2 separate regions of the Mus musculus genome follow, and region 1 is linked to region 2. A link is a contact called in public HiChIP or PLAC-seq data. All regions are on one chromosome and are shown on one strand. Each heading gives the region's core, a stretch centred on a gene start, on an enhancer-like site or on the middle of the called end of the contact. The rest is flanking DNA. Distances are from core to core; before and after follow the strand shown. Region 1 overlaps Gm24105 (predicted gene, 24105). Region 2 holds the start of Hmgb1 (high mobility group box 1).

Evidence for each region. HiChIP or PLAC-seq counts read pairs in DNA pulled down with a chosen protein or histone mark.
Region 1: an H3K4me3 HiChIP or PLAC-seq map of bone marrow-derived macrophages shows a contact between it and region 2, with 2.9 times the contacts expected there. The contact joins the enhancer-like site here to the promoter of Hmgb1 in region 2. A contact is called at or near these places in 18 of 39 promoter capture datasets (the 3T3-L1 cell line, 3T3-L1-derived adipocytes, the C10 cell line and 9 more), 9 of 484 Hi-C or Micro-C datasets (ECoMG-derived neutrophils, the G1E-ER4 cell line, cardiomyocytes and 5 more), 22 of 115 datasets of contacts at active chromatin or transcription factors (the 230-238 cell line, the SCID.adh cell line, bone marrow-derived dendritic cells and 12 more) and 4 of 9 other capture datasets (adipose tissue, embryonic stem cells, liver and 1 more).

The regions. Positions count from the first base shown.
Region 1 is chr5:149,239,204-149,242,846 of GRCm38.p6, reverse strand. The region is part of intron 1 of Gm24105 (predicted gene, 24105); the gene reads left to right. Among named protein-coding and RNA genes, the nearest start is that of Gm24105, 7.2 kb to the left of the region's middle. Within about 2 kb of position 1,741, at least 14 of the 459 cell types and tissues checked have an H3K27ac peak or open chromatin away from gene starts, as enhancers often do. A contact at or near this core is called in ECoMG-derived neutrophils, bone marrow-derived dendritic cells and bone marrow-derived macrophages, where this site is marked.
Region 2 is chr5:149,051,777-149,055,254 of GRCm38.p6, reverse strand. It overlaps Hmgb1 (high mobility group box 1), which reads left to right and starts at 2,198. Exons shown (of 5, transcript NM_010439.4): 1 at 2,198-2,355.

The DNA of each region.
Region 1 (3,643 bases), core at 492-2,991, 190 kb before region 2:
TTTAGGATAGTCTGGCATCCAGCTAAAACCTTGCTGGGGTAGCCTGAGACTCAGGACAGGTCTAAGAGAGGAAGGCATCTTCCTGCTGTCCATCTTTTCTGCTGTCTACTTTGCTGGTGAGCCGTAGCTCTGGGCCATGAGAGAATCACTAAAAGCAGTGATGGGCTGTTGGCTTCCCTTCAAGTTTTGTCAGCTTTGAGTCACTCTAAGGCCAATGTCCTTGGTTCCTCTTCAGTGCTGCAGTTCGTTTCAAGCTTTTGTGGCTCTTCACCGCCTACAGAAGACCGGTGCCAGCCTTTGTTAATATAGCAATGGGAGACTAGTGATTAAAGATGAGTTAAAAGCAACATGCAAGTTTTTCGTTGTTTTATAAATTGGCCTTTCTCTCTCTCTCTCTCTTCCTTTATAGTTAGTCAATCATGCCACTTGCCTCAGAGGAAGCCACCATATTGGAATTCATATGAGGGGTCACCCCCAAGCTCCTTATAGTACTCCCTACTCAGCCAGTCCTAGTGGAGACTCTGAGAACAGAAACCTGAAGCTGTCCTGTCAAAACTGCATGCCTTTTGGGGGCTGTGCGCATCAAGCTACCAAGTACAAATCCCAAGATGTCTGCCAGATTCCTGGTGGAATCCAAATGGGGTGGGGAGGAGGTGTCTTAGTTAGGGTTTCCATTGCTGTAAAGTGACACCATGACCAACGCAACTCTTATAAAAGACAGCATTTAATTGGAACTGGCTTATAGGTTCAGAGGTTCAGTCCATTATCTTCAAGGTGGGAAGCATGGCAGCATGCAGACAGACGTGGTGCTGGAGAAGGAGCTGAAAGTTCAACACCTTATTCCAAAGGGAACCAGGAGAAGACTGTCTCTCATGTGGCCAGGAGGAGGGTCTCAAAGCCCACCCTCACAGTGACTTGCTTCCTCCAACAGGGCCACACCTCCTAATAGCAGCACTCCTGGGCCAAGAACATTCAAACCACCACAGGGGTGTAGGGATGCTATTCCTAATCCCTACTCCTGGTTGCTGGGAAGACACCAGGCAAACGCTGCTGCTGTTGGCAGTAATGACCGTGCTTGTGATACTAAAGGCACTATGGGAAGACAACAGTCTCGGAACCACACAGAGGAATACATGAGCAATATGAAAGTAACTTTCTTTTTGTAATAAAGTGGTTACCCAAATTGGTACTACCAAGCTTACACAGCCAAGATGGCCTCCGTCTTTTATCCCTAACGCATGTGGGGACTGTATCTGATCCTACTGGTGGGAGATCAACTTCACAACCACCCAGAAGAGGAAGGAGAAGGCTCAGGGAGCATTCAGTTCAGTTTGAATGTTCCCTCCAGTTGGTGGCACTGTTTGGAGACATTTAGAAGGTGCTGGAGGAAGTATGTCACTGGGGGGTAGATTTTAAGAACTTGAACCCTCACCTACTTCTTCATGCTTGTGGCTTAAGATGTGAGTTCTGCCAGGTCCACTTCCCACCTGGCGCCATGGACTCTCACCCTCTGACACTGTAAGCCAAAATAAACCCTCTCTTCTCTAAGTTGCCTTGGTCATGATGTTCTATCACAGCAACAGAGGAAATAGCCAATACAGAGGGTGATACATTTATTAGAAGAGTTATTATTGCTGCCACAGGCAGATGACAACATGGCAGGAGCTCTGAAGGGAGGAAGTGAGGGATCACGGGGCACAAGTGGGAATTTCTTCTTTTTCTGAGGATGGGTGTGGCTTCTCAGCATAAGCCCGCAGCCAGGCTCTCTGATTCCCCAGACAGGAAGCAGGCAGGCTGGTGTGAAGCAGGGTTTGTGGCCATTAGTACCCATTTGGATGTCAACTCCTGGCACCTGGGAGTGTGTTAGCTAGAGATTCACAGTCAATGTTCCTATGAGAAGAGAGGGTTGAGGAAGATTCTGTGGCCTGTGCGGCAGCTGGATGCTAACATGACATCCATTTTTTAAAGATTTATTTATTTATTTATTTGTTTGTTTGTTTGTTTGTTTAATGTATATGAGTACACAAACACACCAGAAGAGGGCATCAGATTCCATTCAGGTGATCGTGAGCCACCATGTGGTTGCTGGGAACTGAACTCAGGACCTCTGGAAGAGCGGTCAGTGCTCTTAACTGCTGAGCCATCTCTCCAGCCCACATCCGTATACTCTTAAGGTGGGCTCCCAAGTTCAGAGCAGAGGAACCCTCATCTTCCAGCAGAAGTGAACAGTGGAGGCTCCAGCCTTTTTTCCCACTCCCCAATCTAAGGAAGGTAACTTGACTTACCCAATCTGGAACTGTGAGACACACACACACACACACACACACACACACACACACACACACACACAAATGCAGATGTGCAGCTCTGCCCCCTCCCAGCCCCATGGTCAAGCTGACTTGTTCCTAGCTGTCCCTTTCACCAACCTTTTCCTGCAGGTGGCAAGATGCAAAATGGCATACAAAGCTTCAAACCTTCAAATGTCAGTACCTGAGTAAGCACATCATTTCAGAGCGATAGGTGAGATTGTGCTGAAGTCTAATCCCCCACAAACCACTCAGGGGGCCATTGAGGACTCCTGGCATTCCTGCGTGAACTGCCTGGCTGTTAGGCCCTTTCTTCTGAGGAAGCTGTTTTCTCCAGGAATGGTATTACCATCTGCCATCATGACTGTAGTGGAGACCTCCAGAGTACATTGGCCCTGCCGAATACTCTGCCCCTGCTGTAAGTCTACTAGGCAAAAACAGACAAACATGCTTGTGTCTCTCCCCGATGTCAGAACATATTGAATAACAATAAGTTCACAAGCTGTATCAGTTTGCCAAGCAGTTCCCATTTCCCTTGATAGCTGGCTGTTGGCAAACATGAGTTCTTTTATTCTGATCTTCAGTGTTAACGCTCAGATCACACATTACACATCACACAGGAGGTATTTTTATATATGTTCACATGTATCATATGTATAGATGTAGATGCAGAACCTGTAAATGTTGAGGAGGCCACAACAGCAGTTGCCAAGCTCAAAGAGGTCTCACTAGAGGCAGAGGCACAGCTGGATGCTAACATTGAATTTTCATACACTTAACCTGGGCAAATACAGGTATTTAGATATTAGCAAATTCAGGCCTATCCTGGCATTATACTTCCTTAATCCTAGCACTCAGGAGGAAGAGTGGGATGGATCTCTGAATTCTAAGCCAACCTGGTCTACCAATAGGTTCCAGGACAACCAGGGCTACATAGTGAGACCTAGAGGCAGGCTGGAAGCTTTTGGGGATTGGGCCAGGTTTCCAGCTTGAGTGAAGCTAGAGGTGAGGAGAAAGACTGGGTTTGGATGGGTGGATGGATGGATGGATGGATGGACAAGTGGGTTGACGGGTAAATACATGGATGGGTGGATGGGTAGGTGGGTAAGTGGATGGAAAGGTGGGTGGATGGATGGATGGATGAGTGGGCAGATGACAGACCAGACGGATGGGTGGAAAGGTGGGTGGGTGGAAAGGTGGGTGGGTAGATGGATGGATGGATAGATAGATGGATGGATGGACAAGTGGGTTGATGGGTAAATGAATGGATGTGTGGATGGGTGGGTGGGTGAGTAGGTGGGTGGAAAGGTAGATGGGTAGATGGGTGGATGGGTGGG
Region 2 (3,478 bases), core at 949-3,448:
ACAAGTGTGGCAAGACAGTAAGTATACGTAAAAATAACAATTTAAAAGCCAACATATATTTTAAAATATTGAAAGAGGGCAAGGCATGTTTATATAGTTCTTAATAATAGAGTAGGTCTTGGTTTTGAGAGGGGATGTCTCATTATGTAGCTCTGGATAGGCCTGGAATTTAGTGTGTAGACTAGGCTGGTCTAGAACTCACAGAGATCCTCCTGCCTCTGCCTTCTGAATGTGGGGACTAAAGAGTTAGGGTTTCTATTTCTGTGATAAAAGCACCATGGCCAGAAAGCAAGCTGGGGAGGAAAGGGCTTAATTTGGTTTACATTTCCAGATCATAGCCCATCACTGAAGGAAGTCAGCACAGGAACTCAAGCAGCGCTGGAACCAGGAGGCGGGAGCTGAGGCAGAGGCTATGGAGTTACCGGCTTGCTTCCCCTGGCTTCCTCAGCCTGCGTTCTTTTAGAACCAGCCCAGGGATCACCCACAATGGGCTGAGCTGTCCCCCATTGATCACTAACTGACAAGCACTTAGAGCTGGATCTCATGGAGGCCTTTCCTCAACTGAGGCTCCTTCCTCTCTAATGACTCTAACTTGTGTCAAGTTGACACACAAAACCAGCCAGTACACCATCCCACCCAACAACTACTGTGTGTGTGCGTGTGTGTGTGCATGTGTGTTTAGTGTACTGTCCACTCATGCCAATGATATTCACGAGACCAAGGATATATTGTTAAAAAAAATGGCAATGGACATTAAAGCCACTGGCCAGAAAAGATAATCTAAACCTATTCCAGTAAGGATAATAAATTCGAGCAAATCCATTACATAATAGGGCCTCAGAAGTGGTATAGAAATGAAACCCAGAATCTATGACTTGGATGTTTTGACTTGGATCAAGTGCATTTTGGAGGAATTCTTTGTTTCTTAGTTGAGAAGTGTATAGGAGCCAGGATTTTAAAAAAAAAAAATGGGGGACATTTGTTTTGAAGTGAAGAGAGGTGCTGTGCTCACCAGAAAGAAAGAGCTGTTAGATTCATCAAAGATTGATGGAAGCCTGTGGCCTTTAGAGCCAGCCTGGCTATTTTTCTCTGCATACCTAAGAATGATCAGCCAACTTGAAGAGCAGGAAAAAGCATGGCCTGTGGGTTTGGGCCCAAGCACTCTCCGACTGCTTCTAATCCCTCAGGTAACAGTAGCCCTAAATGTCTGGTAACCCTAGAGCAGGTACATGTATGCACTAAGTGGTGTGATCGGAGGCAAGATAGCAATCACAAAGATTCATTTGATTCTAACAGTAATCCACACCGAGTCACAGAAAACAGCGTCTGTGTGTGTGTGTGTGTGTGTGTGTGTGTGTGTATGTGTGTGTATGGGGGTGGGGCAATGAGGTCTTTAAAGAACTTGCTAATTCTAGCTGGGCCCCCCCCCAAACATTTTCTGAGAACAGCCAGTATCAAACCCCAGTGGCTGTGCATTAATTCCCTGGTATAAGGCTTTGGTGTCCGGGAAGTTCAAAACAGTGCTTTGTGTCTCACCAAAAGGAAAAAAAAAAAAAAAGTTCGAGAAGTACTGGGGGAAACCCGAGCAAACCCAGAAGAAGGGGTGCAACTGGACGCCTGCTGGCGGGTGCAGACTAGGCTTCTGGGCAGGGTGGGCACGTTAGGCGGGCAGTCCCGGGGAGGGGTGTCTTGTGGTGGGCTGCAGCAGCACGGCCGTCCCGGAGCCCGCAGAGGCCCCCGTGTTTGGGCCACAGGCCCCCCCGAGCAGTCACCCCACTCGGGGAGGCATCCCCAAGCACGGGCCGCACATCCCAACGGCTCGGGGCGGGAGCGTGGAGCGGGAGGGGGGGCGGGCCTGCGGGGAGGCGCCCGGGCCTGGGGACGCAGCCGTGGCTGCGGCGGAGCCGGGCCCTGGCCGCGCGCGCCGCGGCTCGGGCGTGGGGCTGGCTCGGGGCAGGCGCAGGCACAGAGACACCATAGAGCTCCGCTTTCCCGTAGCAGCTGCTGCCTCTGCCGCTGCCTCTCCCGCCTCAGCCTCTCGGCCCGGCACACACACACACATTCAGATTTGCGCGCTGTTTCAATCCTCGGTGACGTGTCCTCGCAGACAGCCAATGGCGCGCGGGCTCTGGTCAGGACAATGGGAGGGAACGGGCCAATGAACGGGCCTGGTGAGTTGGCGGTAGCCAATAGGAGGCGCGCTGGCTGGAGAGTAATGTTACAGAGCGGAGAGAGTGAGGAGGCTGCGTCTGGCTCCCGCTCTCACAGCCATTGCAGTACATTGAGCTCCATAGAGACAGCGCCGGGGCAAGCGCGAGCCGGACGGGCACTGGGCGACTCTGTGCCTCGCGGAGGGTGAGTGCGGGGCGGCGCGGCGGCGGGGAGAGCGCCTCGGGTAGCCTGGTCGCCTGCGCGGCGGCCGGATCCCCGCGGCCCGGAGCCGGCGGGTCAGGCTCCACACAAAGGCAAATGAGGGGGGACCGTGGGGGGAACTGCGCACGGAGCGAGGCTCCGCCGGCCGCTGCCGCGAACGCTGCCCCGCGCCGTGCCGCGCCGAGCGGAGCCGAGCCGAGTCGCGGGGCCTCAGGCGGCCGCCACTTCACACCCGCGGCGCCGTCCGCGCTTCACTGGCGCAAAAAAAAAAAAATTTTTTTTTTGTTTTGTGTCTGCCTGTGTGTGTGTTCGTGTTCCGGATTATTTAAAAAAAATTTTTTTTCCCCAAAACGTGTTTGTGGCCCCCAGGGCCGAGCGTTTCGGGCAGGCGGCGTGCGCGGAGCGAGCGAGCCGGCGGGCAGCGGCGCTTCCCCGCTGTATGGGCGGCCGCGGCGGGGAGCGCGGGGCGGCGGGCGGGGCGCCGCTGCGGGCGAGGGCGGCCGCGGGTGGGCCGGGGGCGGCCGTGCGGGGCGGCTCGGGCCGGGTGAGGCGGCGGGCGAGCGGGGCGGCCGTGTGGGGGGGAGCGGCGCCGCTGCGCTCGCTGGAACATGGCTGACTCGGCCGGGCGCTGCTGGCTGGAGAGAAAACAAGGCGGGCGGGCGGGCGGGGGAAGCTGGGCGCAGCAGTTCTGAGGCAACTTTTTTTTTTCCCCCCCTCTCTCCTCTCGCTCCCCTCTCTTCCTCTCCTCTCTCTCTCTCTCAGTCTCTCTCTCTCCCCGGCCCCGCGTTCTCCGTGCGGGGGCGGCGGGGCGCGCGGAGGGAGACGGCGCGGGGGCCGCGGGGGGAGGGGAGCCGCGCGCCCCCCGCCCCTCCCCCGCCGCCATGGCGAGTGCGCCAGCGCCCCGCCCGCCCGCCGCGCGCCTCGGTCTCCTCGCACACTCACACACACATACACACACACACACACTCACACGCGCGCACACACAAAGGGAAGGAGCCATATTCTCGCTCGCGCTCGCCCTCGCGGCGGCGGCGCAGGCGGGGAAGACGCGCAGCGGCCATTCCGTGCGCCCGGCCCTGGCGGCCGCGGGCGGAGCCAGCCCCCA